4 separate regions of the Mus musculus genome follow, and regions 1, 2 and 4 are each linked to region 3. The links are chromatin contacts, called in public ChIA-PET and HiChIP or PLAC-seq maps. All regions are on one chromosome and are shown on one strand. Each heading gives the region's core, a stretch centred on a gene start, on an enhancer-like site or on the middle of the called end of the contact. The rest is flanking DNA. Distances are from core to core; before and after follow the strand shown.

Region 1 (5,212 bases), core at 2,637-5,136, 300 kb before region 3:
CAAAACCTTAAGTAAAGCCTGAGTAAAACAGTACTCCTTAGACATTCTGTTTTAGGGGGTCCTGGGGTGGTTTGGTTTTGAAACAAGGTCTTGCTATGTGTCCTATTCCTCGACTCGCTCTTCTGCCTACGTCTCCCAAGTGCTTGGATTATAATGTACACTATTTTCTTTTTCTTCTTCTTCTGGTTTTTCAAGACAGGAGTTTTCTGTGTAGCCTTGGCTGTCCTGGAACTCAGAGATCCGCCTGCCTCTGCCTTCAAAGTGCTGGGATTTCAAGTCTTCTAGCGAGCATCATATAAACTGCTACATACTCCAGAACACTGCCATCTCCCTCATGAAGCAATGGTTACTTATCCCTCTTCTTCCTCCCAGAGAACAGTATCTTCCCCCTCTTCCCTCTGCCAGGAACCTCTCTATTCTCTCCGACAAAAAGAGACATGGTCAGGCTGTGCTGCCTGGATGCTCCTATCTGGAACATGGCCATGCCTGTGGCCCCTTGCCCTTGGCTGGCACTTAAATCCTTCCCCACCCCTCCTATAAATAGCCCACCACTCACTGGCTGCCAAGCCCTTACAGCAAGAGTTTCCATGAGGTCAGTTTCCCAGAGCAGCCTCTAAGCACTCAATATCCACACTTACCTCTCCTGGAGTCTTGTGGCTCGTTTGTCCTTGCAAGGGGCTATCTCGGGTGCCGTGTCTCCGTCGAGCAGGGGGTGTTGGGACCTGGGTAGAGGCTGAAGGTAGAGCCTTCCCTAAGCTCTGGGCCATAGATTCTGAAGTCTGACTTGAGAGAGAGGTAGTAGTTGACTCCACTTTGGATTTAGGAGGGGCAAATCTCTTCCTGTTCAAAGGCTTAATGGGCGGGGGAACCATGGAAGATGTGGGCTGGCTGGAGACCATCGGTACCTTCTCCAGTCTAGACTTGACTGGTGTCTTTCCTGGGGGACTTTCTCCAGCTACCCTGGTACTTGGAGGTGGAGGTTTTTCCTCTTCCTGGGACCTGCCTGCCCGGGTGGTCTCCATGAACATGTCCTTCAGGGAGAAATACACCTGCTCTGAGCTGCGGCTTGGAACAGGGGTGGGTGCAGGGACTGGGACAGGGGCCGGGGCCAGGGCTGGGGCGGGGACCGGGGCAGGGGCGGGGGCGGGGACATCCTGGACCTTGTCTTGAATGCCCAGGACAGAGGCTGTCTTCCTGGTGCTTTCTATCCCAGGCCCCCGTGCTACCCGGCCTCTGGGCTGGGTCTGAGCTGGCTGTGTATCCGTGGACTTCTCCCTTCTACTGGAGTTGGGTTTGTCTGTACTGGGGACGACGTTTTCTGAAGAGCACTGGCTCCCTTCTGCCTTTTCTAACTCCAGCTTCTGCTCTCCTGGTTTAGATTCCTCATCCTTCCTTTTCTTCTTAGCCCCAGACTCCTTTGGAGGGCTGTTCTGAGGCCCCAGTTCCATGACCTCGCAGATGTATGTCAGCAAGCCACGCTCTTCGTCTTCCCCGTTCTCTGGAGCAGGCTCCCCATTGGTGGGCGCCTCTCCAGGAGCAAAACTGTTGATCAAACCCAACCCCGGGTGCTGAGCAGACTCAGTCTCTCCTTCCTGCCAAGCCGCTGAGGAGCCTTCCTCCATTTCCCTGACTGGCGTGGAGAGGACAGCCTCTTCGACTCCACTCAGTCGGCGCTTTCTTTGGAAGCGGTCGGGGCTGATCTTGCGAAGAAGCGTGTCAGCCTCCCCTGAAGCCTCTTTTCCATGCTTCCAGCTCTGCTCAATCTCCCTCATCTTGGCTGCAGCCTTGCGCTTCAACTTGGCGAACCAGCGCTGGTGAATCTTGTACTCCGTCATAGTGCCCACCTCTAGGACCCCTGAGCAGGACACGATGCCCTTGGTGTTCCGGGCAGAGGCTTGGTAGATGGCAGCATCTTCTTCCTGACACCTAGAGGTAGGAGCATGAGGCGCCATCTCTCCCCGCTCCTCCCCACAGCCAGAGTCTCTGGCATTGACCACCGGCTCCCTCCCAATCCAAGTCGTGCCCTACTTTAGGCGTCATGAATTTCCTCAGCTACAACGGAGGAAACTGAGGCCACAAGAGGACAGCTGACCAAGGTCATGCTGTCCCAGGAGGGATTAGACTCGGGGCCCAGAAGAGCTCCCTTCAGAAGCAGGTGACCAACACAGCCCTGAGAGTAGTAATGACGGCACTGTTGCTTTTCCTGGCTGCTGACCTCATGGAAAAGGTTTCTGAGGGTCAGGGCCTCCTCTGGTTGCACTCACTTGTGGCTGTCAGAAGCACGTCTGCCCTGGCCTGGGGAGATCCCAGACACTGGCAGAAAGCACAGTTCACCAGGTAGATCAACTCAGTAGTAGAGCCCTGCCCTCTAACTCCAGAGAGTGCCTGGGCGTTTCCACCCAGCTGACTCCAGGTCTGATGGCAGGATCCAGCGCAGGGCCCTCGGGAGGGCAGAGAGCCATGCCGGCCCCTCTCCCTCACCTGTACAGCTGCAGGGTGTGACGGTTGCCTTGATGAGTGATCTCGTATTTTGGCAAGCCACAGTAACGGTCCAGTTCTATGTCATCCTTGTACCAGGTCACCTCTGGCTCTGGGTATCCTGACAAGGAAGCAAGAGATTGAATAATAGTAGGTGAGATCCAAAGTAGTGGGAGGAGACGCAGAGGCAAGGGCTTCGAGCTGTCTGAAGAGACTGGACGGTTCCAGTGCCCCGGGCCCTCCGGAGGCACTGTCCCTGTCACTCAGCTCAGCTTCAGAAAGTAGGATCTGTCAAAGCAGAAAGCATTCTCCCCTCTGACTGAAAGGATGAGAACTAGGGGGAAGAGACTTCTTAGCTTTCAACTAGAAGAGAGATCTTTTATTTATTCACTTATTTGTTTATTTATTCATTTATTGGTCTCTTTGAAACTGGGTTTCTCTGTGTAGCCCTGGCTATCCTGGAACTCACTCTGTAGACCAGGCTGGCTTCAAATTCACAGGGATCCACCTGCCTCTGCCTCCAGAGTGCTGAGATTAAAGGCACATGACACCATCACTTGGCTTATTATTATTATTATTAAGACAGGGTCTTTCTATATAGGCCTTGCTGTCCTGGAACCATGTAGACTAGGCTGGCCTTGAACTCACAGAGCCCTGCCTGCCTCTGCCTCTGAGTGCTGGGATAGAGATGTGCGCCACTGCACCTGAGCCTGCAGAAGCCGTCTGTGGAGCTTTTTATGCCTTGTCTTCCATCTCTACTCCTGTTTCCTCTGCTACACTTGAACTGTCCGTCGAAGTCAACTGTGACGTGCACATTGCTAAATCGCTCGTTGATCCTTAGGCCTGACTGCCTACTTCCTAGACTGGCTTTAGCTGCTCAAGGAGCAGCAAGGACCCCCTGCTGTTGCAACCTCTAGTCCAGCCCTCTCCTCTCAACTCCAGACTGTACATTGACTTCATATCTGCACTTGACGGCCTAGCAGGCCACAGGTGTGACCCATCCGACTCCTTATCCGTATCCCAAGCCTATTCACACACAGCTCAGTAAGGGGACAACCCATCCCCCAGTGTGGCTCAGGCCACAGCCCCGAGTCCTCCTTTTTCCTTTCTTCTCACACTCACCCTGTCAGATAGTCCTACAGGCTCACCCTTGGGAGCAGACCCAGGATCTGACCATTTCCTGTCACATCCTAGTCCCCACCACTTTCATGCCCCACTTGGGTCCCAGGGAGACCTTCCTTGATGGCCTCGCTGCCCCTGTCGTGGCCTCTCTTCAATTGGAAACGCCACAAGCAGAGTGTGACTTCAGATCCATCTACTCTCAGCCACACTCAGAGCACCCCAGGAGCCCCACCTCACACAGGCACACACAGTCTGCACCCTGTCGCTGTGGCAGTGACCTGATCTCATCTCCCTCTCCCATTTGTGAGCCGCACCCCCGCCTCAGTCTTGCTGGCTCACACTAACAGCCCAGGAGGCCACATCCTGCGCCACTCTGCTTCCTGTCTAACTCCTCACAGAGGCCTTCCAACAGCCTGTGCGAGCCTGTGGCTCTCTCCCCTCAGCCTTGCTGTCCTCCCTCGTCTTGCATCTTTCTTCCTAGAGCACACTGCCATGAGACACACTGAGCTTGTTAATTTGTGTGTGTCCTGTCTGTCACAGTGTGCCCATCACAGAATATCGAATATTGGCTTCGTGACAGCGGGGACTTATCTGTGTTCGTCAATGCTGCATCCCCAGTTCCTAGAATAGTGCCTGGTAATGCAATCCACAATAAGTAAATATTTACCAATGAATACATCAACTGTATGGAGAACTATGGTCCAGAGAAAGAAGCGAGCTCCTTGGCTGGGGATTTGGTCTTGGATCAAGTAATACTGAAGGCATGGGTGCATACCCCCAGTCACCAGCCCCTCCCCTTCCCGCCACTAATCACACCTTAGCTTAGCTCCTTGGCCATCTCTCCTACTAGACCCAAGACTCAAGTGGGCAGGAGCCATCCTGTGTTCACTACCGTATCTCTATCGCCTGCACCAGTGCCTGCATAGCGGTTCCTCCATAACCCCCTGTCAGAGGAGCAAGCAAAGGAGTAAGGAACAGGAAACAAACCCACGGGAGCCCCATCCGAGGCATATGAGGAAGGGCAAAGGGCAAGCAAGGGAAGTCGAACATCAGCGGGGAGCAGGGGAGGCAGGGCTACAGCCGGCTGGGCCAGGAACAAACTGGGCTGTGCTGGCTGTAAACTGAGCCCTGTGTTTCCACTGTGCGCTAAAGCCCTGGGTTACATCACTGTGCGTGTGGCTAGGGCAAGCACAGGTGCTCTCACCATCTTGTGGGATGATCTCACCCACCAGGGCCTTGGAGTCTTCTGCCTCATGACCTGCCCGGGAGGGACATCCTCAGCCTGCAGTCCAAGAGAGGCTGGAGTGGGGCAAAGGCCTGGGACAAGGAGGGGAACAGGGAGTGGCCTACACAGCTGAGCCTGAGCCACAGGAACACCCCATAATTCTGCCAATAATGGGGATCAGGGCTTCATAGCAAGAGTGGCTTTGAAGCTGGGCGGTGGTGGTGCACGCCTTTAATTCCAGCACTTGGGAGGCAGAGGCAGGCTGATTTCTGAGTTCAAGGACAGCCTGGTCTACAAAGTGAGTTCCAGGACAGCCAGGGCTGCACAGAGAAACCCTGTCTTGAAAAACAAAACAAAACAAAACAAAACAAAACAAAACAAAACAAA
Region 2 (5,424 bases), core at 917-3,416, 330 kb after region 3:
GTGCTCTGAGGCAAAGGCTCAGAGCTGTGTAGGACAGAACAAAGCTCCAAGGTCCAGACCTTGTAAGCTTAGGCTTCCAAACACTACACCTCCTATTTTTTACCTCCTGGTTCATCGACCCACATGAGGAGGAGGGAATAAGATACACAGTGGTTGGGGTAGCCTTTGGACCTGCTCTGCTGATGGCTAAAAATAACAAGGAACAAGATAAACCAGAACTTAAGCTCACAGAGCCCTGGTAAGGTAGGCCATTCTCCCCAACCCTCATGTAGGGCCCGGGGCTAGATCCCTACATCCCCCCAAGTATGCACAATGGAATTTGGTCTGATTGCTGGCAGGAGGGGGCAGGGATAATACTCTGTATGGTCCTACACTGAGGTCTGTTCACAGTACAGAGCTTACCCTCCCCCCCTCAAAAAAAAGATCTGTCTGCCCCTGTGGACTCTGCAGGGCCAGCCATACTCACACAAAGGGCAGCCTGGCCTGCCTCTGTCTCAGTCCCTGCTGGGAACTATGTGACCCTTTGCCAAGGCAAGACTACACCTCTGTCAGGGAAGATTCTCTCGTAGGAGAGGAGAACCCCTAGGCAGTGACCCTTGGGACATAGTGAGGCTTGAAATGAGAAGTCTGACCTGGAGCTTCTGGCTGTTAGCCTCTGGCATCCTAACCTGGCTGGAAGGAAGGACACCGGTGACACCAAGCCTTGTTATAGCCAGAGGCCAGCAGAAGCTCAGCATCCTTGGGTCTCTTCCATAAGAGGCGCCTTGAGCTCCCTCTCCTCTTGACCAGCAGTACAGTAACTCCATTAATGTCAGAGGAATGTCAGCATCTGGTGGCTGTGCAGGAGGTTAACTGCAGAAGCAAGTGCCCACTCAAGCTCCAGTAGACAGCATCCCTCCCAACTGCCTGTGCCTGGCTCACAGTGAGGACTTGAGCATCTAGAATCAGCCTAGGAAGGATCAGCAGGGCACTGCCCTGACCTCAAAAGTCAGGGAACTGTAAGCTCCATGGCCTCGCTGAGCCTCCTGTTTGTTTGGTTGGTTGGTTGGTTGGTTAGTTGGTTGGTTTAGTTGGGTTTGATTTCTCTGTGTAGTCCTAGCTGTCCTAGAACTTGCTCTGTAGACCAGGCTGGCCTTGAACTCAGGTCTGCTTGCCTCTACTTCCCAAGTGCTGGGATTAACGGCATGAGCCATCACCACCAGTTTCTCCTTTTACTTGAGATAGTCTCACTAAATTGCCCAGGAAGACTTTGAACTTGCAATCCTGCCTTAGCCTCCAGAGTAGCTGAAATTATAGGTCCACACCACCAGAATCAGCTCAATCTCTCATCTACACAATAAATATCAGCCCTGTCACTGCCTCCCTCCCTGGTGGTTGTGGATATCCCTCTTAAAGGAGAGGCAGGCAGTGTGGTCTCACTCTATGCTCAATCTAACCCCTAAACTCCCAAGTAAATATACCACGGGCATATGCTACCATGTCCTTCTGGCCAGATACTCTACAAATACTAATTGGCCCAAACCCAGCCCTAGCCCTCAGCAGGCAGTGGGAACACACACACACACCCCAGAGAAGGAAAGACAGCAAAGCCAGGAGTGTGGGGGCCAGTTATGTGTGACGTGGAAGGTGCACAGGAGCTGCACTGAAGGTCGGACTTCTCGGCCAGGGGTCTGGTTTCTGGTTGGCCCCAGGGGTTCTCTGACTCCCTGTCTGCCCTCCCCTACTGGAAAGAATGAGCAAACCCCCTGCCTCACCATCTGGGTAGCCACCCCTAAACAGAAAGCTCTGTGGCCTGATGCTCTCCACTGTGAGACAATCACCCTTAGCCAAGTCACCTGCCCAGGCAGAAGGTGATGGGGACCTGTAGTGAGAATTTTGGTTTCTTTAAAAACACAGAAATGTTGTAAGGACATGTTTTGTCTAACCCCAAGGGTGGGGTGTGGGGCTGCCTTAGATTGTCCACAGCAGCTTACTGATTTGCCTCACTCACGCTCTAGCGGGAGTACGAATTTGCCAGTTGCAGATAGTTTGTTTTGAGTGGGTGACATTTGGCATTTGGGGGGCTTTTCAGAGAATGTATGAATGCTAGAGCCCCAGTAAGTGTGTGTGTGTGGCTGGTTGGTGGTTGGAGGCTGCTCGTTGCTGTTGATTGTGGTTTGTCAAATCGTCATGCAGAGGAGAAGAGAAGAAAGTAGATATCCTGATGGCAAAGATCAAACTTGCCCCTAATCAGCAGGAAGTGGTCGAAAGATATCATTGCCTTTTACAGAGGTAATCTCTCGTGCAATGTATGGAAGCTTAAGCTGTCAATAAAAAATCCTATGGCCAATGAGCTGAGGCAGGATTAGAAGGTGGGATATCCAGCAGAGAGAGAGAGAGAGAGAATTCTGGGAGATATTCAGGCGCAGGAGATTCACTCCAGACACAGAAGAGGATTGTCACATGAAACTGAGGACTGGGTAGCCAGTTGCATGGCAAGACTTAGACTAGACTAAACAGGCTGTTAAGCCATGAGCTAGTCGGGGATCAAGCAAAGCTTTTGGCCTAGGCATTTATTCATGAACTATTAGGTCTCAGAGCCGTTATTTCTGGGAACAAAGTGGACGGGTGGGAAAACACAAGATTTTTAACAATTAAAAACAGATGGTTTAATCCCAGCACTTGGGAGGCAGAGGCAGGCGGATTTCTGAGTTCGAGGCCAGCCTGGTCTACAAAGTGAGTTCCAGGACAGCCAGGGCTACACAGAGAAACCCTGTCTTGAAAAACCAAAAAAAAAAAAAAGATGGTTTTAACTACACCTTGTCGTATCCCTGATCTCTCTCTCTCTCTCTCTCTCTCCCTCCCTCCCTCCCTCCCCCCCCCCCCTTCTTTCTCTCCTACCTAATGTTAGGGAGTTGAAAGGAAGGAAGAGGATTTCCGATCCTCCCTTCAGACCTCCCAGGCATTCCTCCTTGGTCTCTTTCCAGCTCATGGCCTTTTTCCTTTAATTGCTGTTACATGCATACAGGTAACATAAGCTACAACACTAAACCAGCAAGATCCCTTACCGCATTCAAACCCTTGTCCTTACACACACACAGGTGTGTACAGTCTTCATCCCTCATCAAGAAAACCTCTCTGCAACAGATGGAGACCACTACAGAGAACCACAGCCGGTCAAAATGCAGAGGCGTGCCAGAAATGTTAGTGTCATCATGGTCCATCGTGGTCAGTGATGGTGAGGCCTTAAAGAGGGACGAAGACTTTCCCTGTGGGCTAATTCTCTATGGCTTTGGTTTTTGGTCTTTGGTTTTTGGTTTTTTTCGAGACAGGGTTTCTCTGTGTAGCCCTGGCTGTCCTGGAACTCACTCTGTAGACCAGGCTGGCCTCAAACTCAGAAATCCGCCTGCCTCTGCCTCCCTAGTGCCGGGATTAAAGGTGTGCGCCACCACGCCCGGCCTTGCCTGCCTCTCTTTATGGCTTTGTTAATGTCCTAGTTTGCTTTCTGTCGCTGTGATAAAGACTATGACCAAAAGCAACCTGGAAAGGAAAAAGTTTATTACATCTTAGGACTTACAGTCCATCCCTCTTCCATTGCTGAGGAAGGCAGGGCAGGGATTCCAGGCAGGAACTGAAGCAGAGACCGTGGAGGAGTGCTGCTCACTGGCTCTGTTGATGGCTTGCTCAGCCTGCCTTCCTATCCCACCCATGACTGACCTGTTCAGGGGTGGCTCCACCCTCGGGGGCTGGGGCTCTCTCACAACAATGATGAATTTAAAAAATGCCCCACAGGCCTGCCTCTAGGTGCTCCCTCAATTAAGGTTCCCTCTTCCCAGATGACTCTAGGTTGTATCAAGTTGACAAAAAAAATAAAAATAAAAAAATAAATTAAAAAAAAAAAACCAACCACCTAGTCAGTGACCACACAGTGCATTATCATAGAGCGTGTTTGTCCCATGTCAGTGACCTCACAGTGCATTATCATAGAGCGTGTTTGTTCCATGTCAGTGACCTCACAGTGCATTATCATAGAGCGTGTTTGTTCCATGTCAGTGACCTCACAGTGCATTATCATAGAGCGTGTTTGTCCCATGTCAGTGACCTCACAGTGCATTATCATAGAGCGTGTTTGTTCCATGTCAGTGACCTCACAGTGCATTATCATAGAGCGTGTTTGTCCCATGTCAGTGACCTCACAGTGCATTATCATAGAGCGTGTTTGTCCCATGTCAGTGACCTCACAGTGCATTATCATAGAGCGTGTTTGTCCCATGTCAGTGACCTCACAGTGCATTATCATAGAGCGTGTTTGTCCCATGTCAGTGACCTCACAGTGCATTATCATAGAGCGTGTTTGCCCCGTTGAAATTTCACTTTCTGCCCTGAGTTCAAATCACAGACGTCACTGCCTTTACAGTGTTGAGCTAATTAAACTTTTTCTTTATAAGTAACTTGTTCTCAGGTATTTCCATATATATATAAAACAAACGGCAGCAGACGCCCTTCCTCCCGCCCCCCAAATAAAAGGCAGGTTCTGTCACTGGCTCTACTGCTTTGCAGGCGTCTCCCTCTGCTTGTAGATCTAGGTTCTACCCAGTGCCTGAGAATGGGTAGATAAGTGCATGGTGCATGGTGCTTGCTTGATAGGCAGGTGGATGTAAGGAGCTGAGGGCGGGGTCGGTAGGTAGATGGATGGATCATGAATGGGGTTGGGTAATGAGCGAATGGGGAGAATCAGTCAGTGAGGGGCATGTGGGAGGATGAGTGGGAGGATGGATGGATGAATGGATGGGCGGATGAGTGGGGCAAAGAGGTAGCCATGGGAGTGCATGTGGGCTATGAGGAAGACAGATGTGGTGGCATTTACCTAGACTTTCCTCATGGGAGAATAAGATAGGAGGATAGGGACAGGGCCTCGAGTCTATGGACCATGGCATCTCGTAGCCCATGGAAGTGATAGGCCAAGCCACTGTGGCCTGGTGCCAACCTCCCTTCCAAGACAAAGGCAAAGTTTCTTCTGGTTGACCTCATATTCATACAGTTGATGTCATGTAGTTAGCCAGCCCCCCATTTACTGACCTGAAGCTCCATTCGGTATCGTGTGCTTAGTTTTATACAGTCCCCAGCATCTGCTTTCAGCTCCCTTTTCTATCTTATGCACCTGTGGTGTACTTACACGTGGGGGAAGGGGCTTTGTGAGGCCCTCAGGGCCATGGGGAGGATGGGAGTTCAAATCCTGTCTTTGGATGAATCAGCCCTGGGGTGAATATGGACAGCTGCTGAGGTTGTACCTTCCTGAACTTGGGCAAGACATTCTCTCTCCTTTGTAGCTCAGGCTGGCCTCTAGTTGGCAGGCTCAAGTGATATTCCTGCCTTAGTCTCCCAAGCCTGTGGCTAAGGTGTATACTATTAGACCTGGCCCCTCCTCTTTTGTCTTTGGTTTCA
Region 3 (5,551 bases), core at 1,884-4,383:
TGAAAAGTTACCCAACAAGAAAGAATAAAAGGCCTGACTGTCACAAGGCCACATGTGGTGGCTGTGGGATGATGCAAACAGTTTCTGTGTAAAAGTTTAGAGAACAGGGACGTCATTTGGTGGTAGGGTTTTGAAAGAAAGGCCAAGATTGTGAAGAAGAGCAGGAAAACATGTCGTCCATATTTTTGGTGCCCCTCCCCTTCCCTTTTGGCTTCCAGTTGCACCTCTGACCACAGCGCTGCTCCGTAACCAGGCGCCCAGAGCCGTGGCTCAGTTCAGAGTGCAGTGTGCAGCGCAGGTGCTGTGGTGGCTTAGCGGTATGATGTCATGCCTGAGCTGTAATTTTCTGCCTCTTATTCGTTTCTTGTTTCTTATCATTTGGTCAGGGGTAGTATGTTCCTTAAGCAAGACACGGAGAGATCTTCCAACAGTTAGAGCACTTTGACTCAAAGACAAAGGAGGGGCTGCCTTTATGTAAGTAAGCACTGGTTTTAGTAGGTGCAGATGTAGAAACTCTAGGTACAGCAAAGTTTAGAAGTTGGATGGTGTTATTTGTGATCGTGGGGAAGGTGACTTTGAGGCTTCCTTGGAATTGGCAGGGATGGGCGAGGCTGACCAGGAAGTGTCGACAAGCCTTTATTCTTTGCCGGCAACTCCATCTCTAGCTTCCTGTATCATGGCTTCTCCATAAAATTCCTCAAAATCTGTTCCCCCAGCAGATTTCCTGTGCCATCTTGGGCTCCCTTCCTATTCTTTCCCGTCTTTAGGGCCTCCTCACAGTGTTGTTTTCTAACAACGCAGGCATGAGAAGGCACTCACTGTGTGCTCCCTCAGGCCTGGCCTCTCCTGGTGATTGTCTTCTTCCTCTGTGTCCTCTTCATCCCAATCCAGAGGCTGCAGCTGGTGGGCCTTTCTCTTCTCACTGATCGTTCTTGCCAAGATCAGCAATGACCTTGGCTCTGTGTCCAGGGGAGCTTTCTTGTCTCACTGTGCTGAGCGAGCCTTGTGTCTGTTCCCCATGCCACGCCCTCTCCCTTTTAACTGAGGGCAGGCTGGCTGGCTTTCTTTCTTTCTTTCTTTCTTTCTTTCTTTCTTTCTTTCTTTCTTTCTTTCCTCCTGCTCCTCCTCCTCCTCCTTCTTTCTTTTTCAGATTCTGGATTTTGAATTGTGTGTAAAAAATGTTTCTTTTCTGAGAACATGAACTCCAGAGTTCTCTGGACACTAAGGGAGTGCTGAGCTTAGGGCTCCTCTCTGTAGCTTTCTTAGAGCCCTTCACACCCCTCTCTCTTCCTCAACTGTTGCAAACCTTACAGGAAAGAGCTGTGTCCTTAATAAGATTCATAGTTGGGCTGGAGAGATGGTTCAGAGGTTAAGAGCACTGCCTGCTCTTCCATAGGTCCTGGGCTCAATTCCTAGCAACCACATGGTGGCTCACAACCATCTGTAATGGGATCCGAAGCCCTCTTCTGGTGTGTGTCTGAAGACAACTACAGTGTACTCATATAAATAAAAATAAATCTTTTAAAAAAATCCATAGCTAGCCACTCCTCCTAATTTGTTGTTACCAAGTCATAGATTTGAAAATTAAAATTTTGGTGTGTATTACTATATACTCTAAGGTGTATGTTACCTTATCCCAGGGCTCTCAGAAATACTGTTCTTATTAAGAAATGGGAGCCTGTTTTCTCTCTCCTATAGGAGCTGCTTATCCTTTTTATCCACTCTCCCTTTTTGGGAAGAGTTCTTGGGGTGACTTTAGGTAAGCTCCCTCCACTGAGCCCCGGGTCACAGCTACAATAACTGATCTAGAGTTGCAGACACTTAGCTATTGTCTAGGTTTCATTCAGTTTCCGTTTTTGTTTTTGTTTTCGTTTTTAATTATTTAAAATGAAACATTCTGGAAGTTGGCTCAGTGGGTAAAGGTGCTTTGCTTGCCTTGCCGCTAAGCCCGACACTTGAGTTCAGTCCCTGGAACCTCCTCTTGCAAGTTGTCCTCTGACCTCCGCACATACTCTGTGGCACACACATAAACAAATAAATAAATTCAATGAAAAAAAAGATTTGTAGACTTTAACTTAGATGACATAAAATTCATTTGTAATATTCAGTGAATTGTTAGTTTTTACCAACCCAGTCAGACAGAGGACCCGTTGCTATGAGAGACACCTTTTCTGATCCAGCTCTTAATAAAATCATTTGCTCGCTGAGCAAAGTGGTGGCACACGCCTTTAATCCCAGCACTCGGGAGGCAGAGGCAGGTGGATTTCTGAGTTCGAGGCCAGCCAGGTCTACAGAGTGAGTTCCAGGACAGCCTGGGCTATACAGAGAAACTCTATCTCAAAAAACCAAAAAAAGTATAGATGCCATCCAGAGTTCTCATTTTGCTCGTTAGCCTGGAAACAAGCTTTTGTGTTTTCCCCTCACTACTGTAGAATTTTCTTTCATCTCATGCCTTCTCCTCTGCAGGCCCCTTCTTTTTATTCCTACTGCTCAGAATAATCTTTTAAAATCAAAGTTCAAAGTTTTTTGTTTTTTTTTAAAGACTGGCTCAGGTAGTTTGGCTTGTAGCTAAGGGTGACCTTGGACTCCCAAGCCCTTTTTCCCTACCTCCCAGTGCTGGAATTACAGGTGTTTGACACCACACCCGACATTAAATCAAATTTTATCCCTTCATTCCTGTTTCAAATACGCAAAGAGTTTGCACATTTTCTTTGTCTCCTTCAGCCTGACCTGTTTCTTCCTATGAAACCCCTTTTCTGGTCCCCTCAACCCCAAAGGCTTTCCCTGGGAAGCGGGCTGCCCAGGGAGCCTCCTGTGACACACAGTGCTTGCTGTCTTCGGCTTGCTGGTTTTCTCCCTGGCCTGTACCTGGCACACACTGTCGATTTCCTCAGGCCGCTTGCACACCCAGGGGTTGCGTGTAAGGGTGGTTTAATGGAATCCCCAGTATAGGACTAGCTGACCATATTTGGGAGGTTTCTAGCATAGGGTAATCCTGGCCTGGAGTTCCACTGGGCAGGATGGGTGTGGCAGCTTGAGTTTCTGCTCCTGGAGGAACTGATTCTCAGCGGTTGGGGCAGCCAGTTCCGGCATTGGTCGGTTCCCCTTCTGTATTGCACAGAGCGGGGAAACCACTGAAGTCATGTGCTCTGCAGAACTTGTTCCACTGGTTTCCTCTTCACAGACCCCTAATTCAGATTCCCACCCTGATGCTTTTCTGCATATGTATGCTCTTGGTCCGGGCTTGTTTTAGCCTTGCCACTGTAGCGTTCTGGGATAGGCACGGCTTTGTTTCCCTGGTGGCAGAATGGGTAGGGCCAAGAACTGAAAAATGTTATCAGTAGGACCAGGTAGACAAGTATTATGTAACCACGGAGCTCCGCCTCTAGAAGATTTATTTCTGGGAATTGAGCAGTCTTACATTCTCTCTCTCTCTCTCTCTCTCTCTCTCTCTCTCTCTCTCTCTCTCTCTCCCCTCCCCCCCCTCACACGCACATCCCACACACGAATATATAGCTAACTTACTTATTAACACACACACACACACCCCACACAGATATATAGCTAACTTACTTTTTTTTGTTTTGTTTTGTTTTTGTTTTTAGAGACAGGGTTTCTCTGTGTAGCCCTGGCTGTCCTGGAACTCACTCTGTAGACCAGGCTGGCCTCGAACTCAGAAATCTGCCTGCCTCTGCCTCCCAAATGCTGGGATTAAAGGCGTGCGCCACCACTAATTTATTACCACACACACACACACACACACACACACACACACACACACAAACACAAACACACACCACATGGATATATAGCTAACTAACTTATTACCACACACACACACATATATAGCTAACTGACTTATTACCCCCCCCCAACACACACACGGATATATAGCTAACTAACTACTTCCCTCCTAGCTCTTAGTGTGTATGACCTCCACTCCTCACACCAACTTTAGGAGGTGTTAGGTGTTGCTCCTGTCCGTGTTACAGACGGGAAACGGAAGTCCAGTGGGGTCAGATATCGTGTCATTCTTGCTTACTCTTGCTTCCTTCCCTCTTTGCTCAGGTAGGGTAGGGCATGTTCCTATCTTAGCTGTTGTCACCTCCACTCTTCCCAGGCCTGCTTTCTTTATTGAGTCCTCCATCTTTGTTCTTTTCTTGTAGGCACGCCTACATCTTCCTCACAATGACTGAACACACACAACCCTGGCCCTGGATTTCCCCCCATCCTGGACTGATCCCCACTCCTTCCCCACTTCTTGTACCCCCCTTTCTGTATGTCGTGTCTCTTATCAACTCATACATCTATGGAAGCGACATCTTAGACACTCGCCATGATAGTGTCTGTCCAGGTGGCGGGCCAGCAGCCTTCACCTAAAAGGCAGTCTCAATGAAGACAGCTAGGTTCCGATCACAGGGCCTCAGGAAGGCCAGCTGAGCTAATTTACTCTATCCTCCCCCTTCTCCCCCCTCTCTCTTTTGTTCTCTCCCTCTTCTCCCTTCCTCTCCCCAGGGTCTCTGTGTAGCCCAGGTTGCCCTTGAACTCAGAAATCCTCCTGCCTCTGCCTCGATAGTGCTGGGATTGCAACTCAGTTCTGTTGCGGTTTTGGACTTGTGTCCTTTCTACAGCGGTGTCCTGAGTCTCCGGACAGGTGAACCAGAGTTACCTTCCCCGGAGATGGCCCTGCTGGTGCTTTTGTCTGAGTCCAGCCCCTTTGGATCAGAAGAGAGTCCTTATTCTGGATTCCCATTTCTCTGTAGTATCTGAGGGTTCAGTCCTGTCTGAGGGTCTTCTCTGGGTTGTTTGTTTGTTTGATTTGTTTTTAAGCTCGAATCCTGGCTGTGGCTGGCAAACTCTTCTCTGCTTTAACTTGAAAACGATCTGCCGCTTGCCATTGCCAGTTGGCCTTTGCCACCACCACTCCAGTATTTCCCACCTTTCTGTTCACTGCGAGCTGACTCCTGCTCCAGAGTCCCTCTACAGAGGCCCTGGAGGAGTTTTTCATTTTCTGTTCTCTTTGCTGTCCCTTTTTTACAGCGTCTGACGGCGGTGATGACAGCCAGATTCCTGGAGTGTTTCTCTTCTTTGATTACCACCACATGATCCCCTCTTGATTTCTCGTCTTTTTGCAGGGACTTTCCACCCTCAGAAGGTCCCGTCCTTGGCTATCTCCCCGTTGTATTTGTCTTTACCTTGTCCCTAGGCTTGTAGATGGCCTCATATCCGCTTGGGTTTCCAGGTGCTTGCAGGATGTCACTCTGGATGGCTGTCCCATTGACATTTCAGGCCCAACATGCACTTGTCATCCTCTTGTCTCCCTGTCTCGGTGTGGCTTCATGGATCTATTTAGTCATCCATGCCACAAGTCCCCAAGTCATTTTTAAAAAAATAAAACCTTTTCTCTTTCCTTTTATAGAAGTTTCTTTAAGTTGCTGTAGATGGTTTATGGGGCCAGATTTTTTGTTTTGTTTTGTTTCTTTCTGGGACTGTGTGATAATGTGGGATTTTCCCACAGAGTGAATAATAAGTTATTATTTTTACTATTTGG
Region 4 (6,082 bases), core at 716-3,215, 320 kb before region 3:
TCACTACGCAGATCATACTGGCCTGAAATTTATGATAATTCTCTAGATTCTGGCTCAAAGTGCTGGGATTACAGGCATGCACGTCCGTACCTAGCCCGGATGTGGTTCAGTTCGATAGAGATTAAATGCAACCAGACAACTGAACACAGAGACTTTACAGCACTCTCCTCCAACAGGGAAACCCTTGAAGTGCTTGTCAAATGCTGGGGATAACCAGGCATGGTGGCACACACATTTAATCTCAGAATTTAGGAGGCAGAGGCAGGTGGATCTCTGTGAGTTTGAGACCAACCGGGTCTGCATAATGGGTTCCAGGGCAGCTCAGGCTACACAGTGAAATGTCCTGAAGCAAACAGCCAACTTGAGGGTATGTATCTCACAATCTCCAAAGAGCTGTGGGAAATGCATATTTCTTTCCTAGGCATTCAGGATGCTTGAACAAGGGGCTGAGAAGCCGTTGGGCTCGCAGCAGACTATCTGTGGCTCTAACGCCCAAGTCCACAGGGCACTGGGAGAAATTCTGGGTCTTGGTCTTGGTGGTTGTCATGTCCTTCAAGGACTCTGAAGGGGACAGAGGGCTGCATTGACTCCTGCTAAGTGACCCCACACCCCACCCTACCCCCACCCCAGCTCATCTCCCTCCACAGTCTTTAGAAACACCAGCCCTCCATCACCCCCCACAAGCCATGTCTTAAACTGGCAGCAAAGAGGAACAGCATGCAGACTTAGGGAGGATTGTATGCCCCTAAGGACAGAAACCCTGCCAAGGGTGGGCCACGGCATGAAGACATGCCCCCCTACCAGAGGGCCAACATACCTTCACCTTCCTCTCTGGAGATGAAGCCGGACAATACTATGTGGAGAAAAAGAGAGTGCTACTGTCTTCAGGCTGTCTATTTGGGCAGAGCCCCATCCCTGCACAGCACAGCGCTGCCTCCCACAATGCAAGGCCAGGCCAGCTGAGATCCACAGAACACTCACCCTCGGGGCTGAGGCAGAAGTCAGTGGACGCTGAGCCATGCTCGTTTTGGATGGTACAGCGATACACACCACAGTCCGTGGGAGACGCCTGCACGATGGCCAAAGCCGCTGGCCCCTCGTCCCCTGCACTGCAGAGAGCGGAGACCCTTCTCGTGAGGGTCATCACCCAGGGCCTTCGACCCAACTCTCACAGGCTGCTGGGAACCCAGGCTCTGGGAGCCCTGGGAAGGTGGTGAGAGGTTCCAGGTCAGAAACCGGTCCTCAATCACACAGGTGACACTTACTTGCTGTGTGACTTGAGACCCATGATTTAAGACCTCTGAGTTTCAATTTTCTGATCTCCACTTGAAATAAGAGACTCACTCACTGGGACTAGTGTGAGGACAAAATGAGGGGACGGGTTCAAGATGCTAGTCCCCAACATGACTGTAACTGCGGAGCCCGGGCAGGTGGCGGTGCTCTCCAGACAGCTTACCTCCTGTTCACTTCGCCCACTGGGTGCTGATCCTTCGCCCATGTCAAGACTGAGTCACTAACAATGTTGAAAAACTGGCACCAAAGCTTCAGACTACCAGAAGAATCTGGAAACTGTTCCACCCGAATTTTCCGGATCACCTGTGGGGCTGAGAACAGGAGCCCTGTTACAAGACAGAAGCCGACCGACTCCTACCACCCTTGCCCTCTCGGGTCACACCCATTGCATCCTTGGGTATCCTTAGGGAACAGCCTGAGCATTATAAGGTGCTTGTGCTGGAGAGCACGTACCTTAACCAGGGTGGGAGGCAGGGAGACAGGACATAGGGACTCAAGGCTAAGCACGTTCACAGAGACAAGCAGTCAAGAGAGGCTTTTGCATTGGCTGTTGCATTCTCTCTGAACCTGCCTCTGAGTCTTATCTTGGCTGTGGGATCACCATGGAACAAGTCCATAAAGGCAGAGGTGATGGTGGGGCCCCGGAGGCCCCTGAAGCCAAGGCCTGTGCTGAGCTGGGCCTTTGTTTGCATGCTTTGTTCCTGTTTGATCTGGTTTTCAGACAGGGTCTCCCTGAGTAGTACAAGCTGACCTTGAACTTTCAGCCTCCTGCCTTAGTTTCTGGAATGCTGAGAGCAAAGAAGGTCCAACAATACCTGGCCCTCCCTTCACTAGATCTCTCCCTGGCCTTTACCCCTGACAGTGCCCCGTCACTGTCACCTCCCTTCCTGGCGCTCTAGGCCCCTCAGATAGCTCCTGCAGTGCTGTTTCTCAAGGAACTACTGCCTCTTAGCAGGGAGGTGCCCCTCACAGGGTGGTACTCACAGTAGGGCCCTGTGTTGACAGCTTCCCCTGCCCCGCTCCTGGCACTCACCTTTTAGCAGGTCCTTAGCTTTCCTTTGCTTGGCCAGAGCTTCCTGCTTGCCTTCATCCACCGCAGGCTCTGAGTCCAGGCCACTGTCTTTGGATCTGGAGACCAAGTCTCCAGTTGCAGGCTCTTCTTCTGCGCCAGGCACCTCTAACATGCTGGCTTTTCGGGCCTGGGTAGGGGACCGTCTCTCCCGCCCTGGAGTCCCTGGTGACCCAGGTGTCAGGCCCTTCCTGGGTCCCCGGGGGGAAACCGTGGGGCTCTCCCTTTCTTCAGCCTTGTTTGCCTCTCCATCTGACCCTGCTCTGACCTTAGGGAGGAACCTCTTCCTCCGGGCCCCCAGAGCCAGTTCCTCGGGTGTAGCTGCAGGGAGACCCGTCAAAGCCTCCCCTGGCATTGCTTCTTCTTGGCAGGGCTCCTGGGTTCTGCTTTCCACTGTGTGCCCCTCCACTTCCCCTAGCAGTCCCTTCTTGTCACTTTCCTGCGAAGTCCTCTCCTCGGAATCCTCTCCCGCAGATCCTTCCTCACCCACCACAATGGCAGGGATGGTGAGGGGGGTGGGGCACGGGCCCCGAGAGCACTGGGCAGCAGCCAGAGCCTGCTGGCCAGCCTGTACCTCACGGTCCAGAAGGCCAGTAAGGCGGCGGGAGGTGCAGGGGCTCAGCAACAGGGTCTGTGCACTCTGCACTAAGTGATTGTTCTCCACGCGTTCCAGGATTCGCCTCGACGTCCTGGGACTCAGCCCAGCCACCTCCATGGTGGGGACCAGAGTAGAGGAGGAGGTTAAGCCCCCGGTGTCTGCCACTTCCTGGGACTCGGCCCTGGCTTCACTTGTCTCTGGACTGGATAGCTTCAGCAGCAGAAGCAAGTAGTTCTTCAGGGAATCTATAAGGCCAGGGTCACAGCTCCGGGTACCTGAGGACCTCCCGTCCACATTTGGCTCCTTGGCACAGGCTCCCTCACTGCTAGTAGCCATGGCTTCTGGTGGGTGACTCTGAGTGGGGGACCCTGGCCCCAATTGCAGAGTGGGAGCAGAACTCGGAAAGTCCTGGTCCCTGGAGGGGAGGGGGACATCTGTGTTTGTGTGCAGAGAAGCTGCGGTGCCTGGTAGCTCCTCCTGCAGACTACTGGTTAGGCCCGTCCCAGGAAGAGAAGGCATGGCAGGCACCTCCTGACTCAAGCCAGTTGAATGCCCACCAGAGAGACCCACATGAAGCGGTTCCTGGGGCTGCTCCTTCTTGGGGCACTGAGACAGGCTGTCCTCTTGCTCTGACCTTTGATGTGTTTGTCCTCCCAAATGCTCTGAGTGCCCCTCGGGAGGCAACTGTGTTGGGTAGGTACGGTTCCCTGATGGGGGGCCTAGCAGCCCATCCTCATGGCTTCTGAAGGCTGCCTCTTCAGACCGCAGCATCAAGTCAGATCTTTCTTGGACACAGGGTGCCTCTGTGCTCTTCTCAAAACATTCTATAGCCTGGGACTCTCTAGGGCATCCTGATGGTGAGCCTTTGAGAGCTCCAGGAAGTGAGCTGAGGCTGGCCATGGACAACTGCTCTGATTGGGTTTCGAAAGCTACAGGAATGCTGCCTGCTGCTGACTGTGTCTCTTTTTCTTCCTCCTGTATCCTTGCGTCTCCAGGGTCTTGCTGCCACCTCTCACCTGCCTGCATCTGTCCTACCTGCATATCCACTCTTCTCTGTGTCACCAAATTCTTCCATGAACTCCTGTCTGACTGTGGCCTCTCACTTCCTTGTGTCACAACGTCCGTCGGTGCCTTCTCACCTGCCTGTGTCCTTGGCGAAGCGTGTGCTCTGTCTTGTGCTCCGTCTCCCTGAGTCCTCCCATCCACTTGCAGCTTTCCATCTGTGTGTGTTTTCTTCCTGCTTCCAGTTCTCCCATCCACAAGTGTCCTTCCATCTTCCTGAGTTTCTGTATCCATGGGCTCCGTGGCCCCTTGATTTCCAGAGCTGTCGTGATCAACAGAGACGGTATCGGAGCTGCTGTTGGCAGACTTGGTGGGAGCCACGGTTGCTGGGGACTCCAGAGCCTAAAAACACATGGCCAAAAGCACAGTCTTAACGACACGTGTTGGTCTCTGTGCAGCTGGCATCCCAGCTTTCTCTGATCTCATCCAGAACTGCTCTGCAGGGAATCTTGCCGCTACCCAGTCCATGGCCCAGACACGCTGAGAACCCAAAAGAACCCAAAGCTTCAGTCTTGATCCCAGAAACTCGATTAAAGAATATCTAGAACCCAGGCCCGTCTGGCCGTCTGACCTCTTCCTGAAGAAACCTGCCAATCTTGAAAGACTCTTTGTGACCGACCCTGCCAACTGATCCCTCTATCACTTGGAAGATATTGTCTTTGCCCCAGTGCTCCCAGAACCTCCATTTGCATCTTAACCTCCCCACATCTGTCTGTCTTTCTTCCCTCTCTCCATCCCTCTCTCTCTCCTTCCTTCCTTCCTTCCTTCCTTCCTTCCTTCCTTCCTTCCTTCCTACCTTCCTTCCTTCCTTCCATTTGGAAGGTAGAGAGCAGGGGGTTCAAACAGGGTTATATGCAGCACAGGCTAGCCTCAAACTCACTCTGTAGCTGAGGTAGGCCTTGATCTATCTATTGATCCTCCTCCCTCAACCTCCTGAGTGCTGGGATTACAGGCACAAACCACCAGGCTGACTAGTCCTTCTTGAATGTAACACCTGACTTAGAATTACAGTAAATTGAGAGAATGTCAAAATGTGTGTTGATACTGACTTCAAGGACAGTGTCTGGCAGAAATACTGGGCATGTGGAAATAACAGGATGTCATTACACCTAGAGTGGGAGAACTCTGAATGACACCCTCGGGTGTCTCTCTACACCCTCTGCTGGGGAGCACTGTGCTAAGTTCTCACACACCGGGCTGCCCTCTCACTTCTCGCCACAGCGTCTGCTAGCCACCCTTAAAGGACAACAGTGCTGGGGTGGATGCCTCCCCACCAGAGAATAAGAGCACTTGTGCTGCGAGCAGGACAGAAAGCCAGAATGATCCTGGTTCAACAGGACAGAAGGCAAGAATCAACTCCCCAAAGCTGTCCTCGGACCTACGCACCGAACACACATGCACACACATACACACAAACACAGGAGACATATACACAGATATACACACCCACACATATACACACATGGATACATACAGACACACATACACACAGAGAGAAACACATACACAAGAGACATACAGACACACAAATGGATACACACAGATACACACACATACACAGACATACATAATAGACACACTCATACATACATAGACACAAACATACACACACACACACACTATGGAGGGAGATAATAAGTAAAATAAAATGTGAAGCCAGGTTTGATAGCTCACATCTTTAATCCCAGCACTCAGGAGGCAAAGTCAGGTAGTCTACAGAGTGAGTTCCAGGACAGCCAGGGCCACACAGAGAAACCCTGTCTTGAGAAAACTACCTACCTACCTAACTAACTAACTGTGGGAGGCACCAAATGTATTTATCTTATGTGAATGTGGAATCCTGGAACCAAGACTAAAGCCGCGTGGACTTTTCAGAGGGGAAGATCAGAATGTCAGCGGGACATCCCTGAGCAGCACCGCAGCGCAGATGTGCACAGATGAGGCAGGAGGACGGCAGGTGGAGTAAGCTCTCTGATGATGTCACTCATAAGAGCAAGCCACGAGCCAGGTTGGCGACATAGCTCAAGGGGTAGAGTGCTCACGGAGGAGCGCAGCGAAGA

What was found. ChIA-PET counts read pairs in DNA pulled down with a chosen protein or histone mark. HiChIP or PLAC-seq counts read pairs in DNA pulled down with a chosen protein or histone mark.
Region 1: a contact with region 3 is called in an RNA polymerase II ChIA-PET map of memory CD8 T cells, with 53 read pairs. The contact joins two enhancer-like sites. A contact is called at or near these places in 3 of 115 datasets of contacts at active chromatin or transcription factors (bone marrow-derived macrophages, embryonic stem cells and memory CD8 T cells).
Region 2: an RNA polymerase II ChIA-PET map of memory CD8 T cells shows a contact between it and region 3, with 95 read pairs. The contact joins two enhancer-like sites. A contact is called at or near these places in 4 of 115 datasets of contacts at active chromatin or transcription factors (effector CD8 T cells, large pre-B cells, memory CD8 T cells and 1 more) and 1 of 9 other capture datasets (adipose tissue).
Region 4: a contact with region 3 is called in an H3K27ac HiChIP or PLAC-seq map of embryonic stem cells, with 5 read pairs. The contact joins two enhancer-like sites. A contact is called at or near these places in 4 of 115 datasets of contacts at active chromatin or transcription factors (bone marrow-derived macrophages, double positive thymocytes, embryonic stem cells and 1 more) and 1 of 9 other capture datasets (embryonic stem cells).

Annotation. Positions count from the first base shown.
Region 1 is chr7:81,074,260-81,079,471 of GRCm38.p6, reverse strand. Alpk3 (alpha-kinase 3) reads right to left here. Exons shown (of 14, transcript NM_054085.2): 4 at 2,482-2,599; 5 at 639-1,926. Among named protein-coding and RNA genes, the nearest start is that of Alpk3, 19 kb to the right of the region's middle. Within about 2 kb of position 3,886, at least 100 of the 459 cell types and tissues checked have an H3K27ac peak or open chromatin away from gene starts, as enhancers often do. A contact at or near this core is called in bone marrow-derived macrophages, embryonic stem cells and memory CD8 T cells, where this site is marked.
Region 2 is chr7:80,446,738-80,452,161 of GRCm38.p6, reverse strand. No RefSeq gene overlaps it. Among named protein-coding and RNA genes, the nearest start is that of Gm44851, 45 kb to the right of the region's middle. Within about 2 kb of position 2,166, at least 46 of the 459 cell types and tissues checked have an H3K27ac peak or open chromatin away from gene starts, as enhancers often do. A contact at or near this core is called in effector CD8 T cells and memory CD8 T cells, where this site is marked.
Region 3 is chr7:80,777,018-80,782,568 of GRCm38.p6, reverse strand. All of the region lies in intron 2 of Iqgap1 (IQ motif containing GTPase activating protein 1), which reads left to right. Among named protein-coding and RNA genes, the nearest start is that of Iqgap1, 24 kb to the left of the region's middle. Within about 2 kb of position 3,133, at least 245 of the 459 cell types and tissues checked have an H3K27ac peak or open chromatin away from gene starts, as enhancers often do. A contact at or near this core is called in bone marrow-derived macrophages, effector CD8 T cells, embryonic stem cells and 1 more, where this site is marked.
Region 4 is chr7:81,090,429-81,096,510 of GRCm38.p6, reverse strand. It overlaps Alpk3 (alpha-kinase 3), which reads right to left. Exons shown (of 14, transcript NM_054085.2): 6 at 2,327-4,364; 7 at 1,457-1,604; 8 at 982-1,109; 9 at 818-853. Gm51490 (a long non-coding RNA gene) reads left to right here. Exons shown (of 3, transcript XR_003946807.1): 3 at 5,898-6,082. Among named protein-coding and RNA genes, the nearest start is that of Gm51490, 18 kb to the left of the region's middle. Within about 2 kb of position 1,965, at least 9 of the 459 cell types and tissues checked have an H3K27ac peak or open chromatin away from gene starts, as enhancers often do. A contact at or near this core is called in embryonic stem cells, where this site is marked.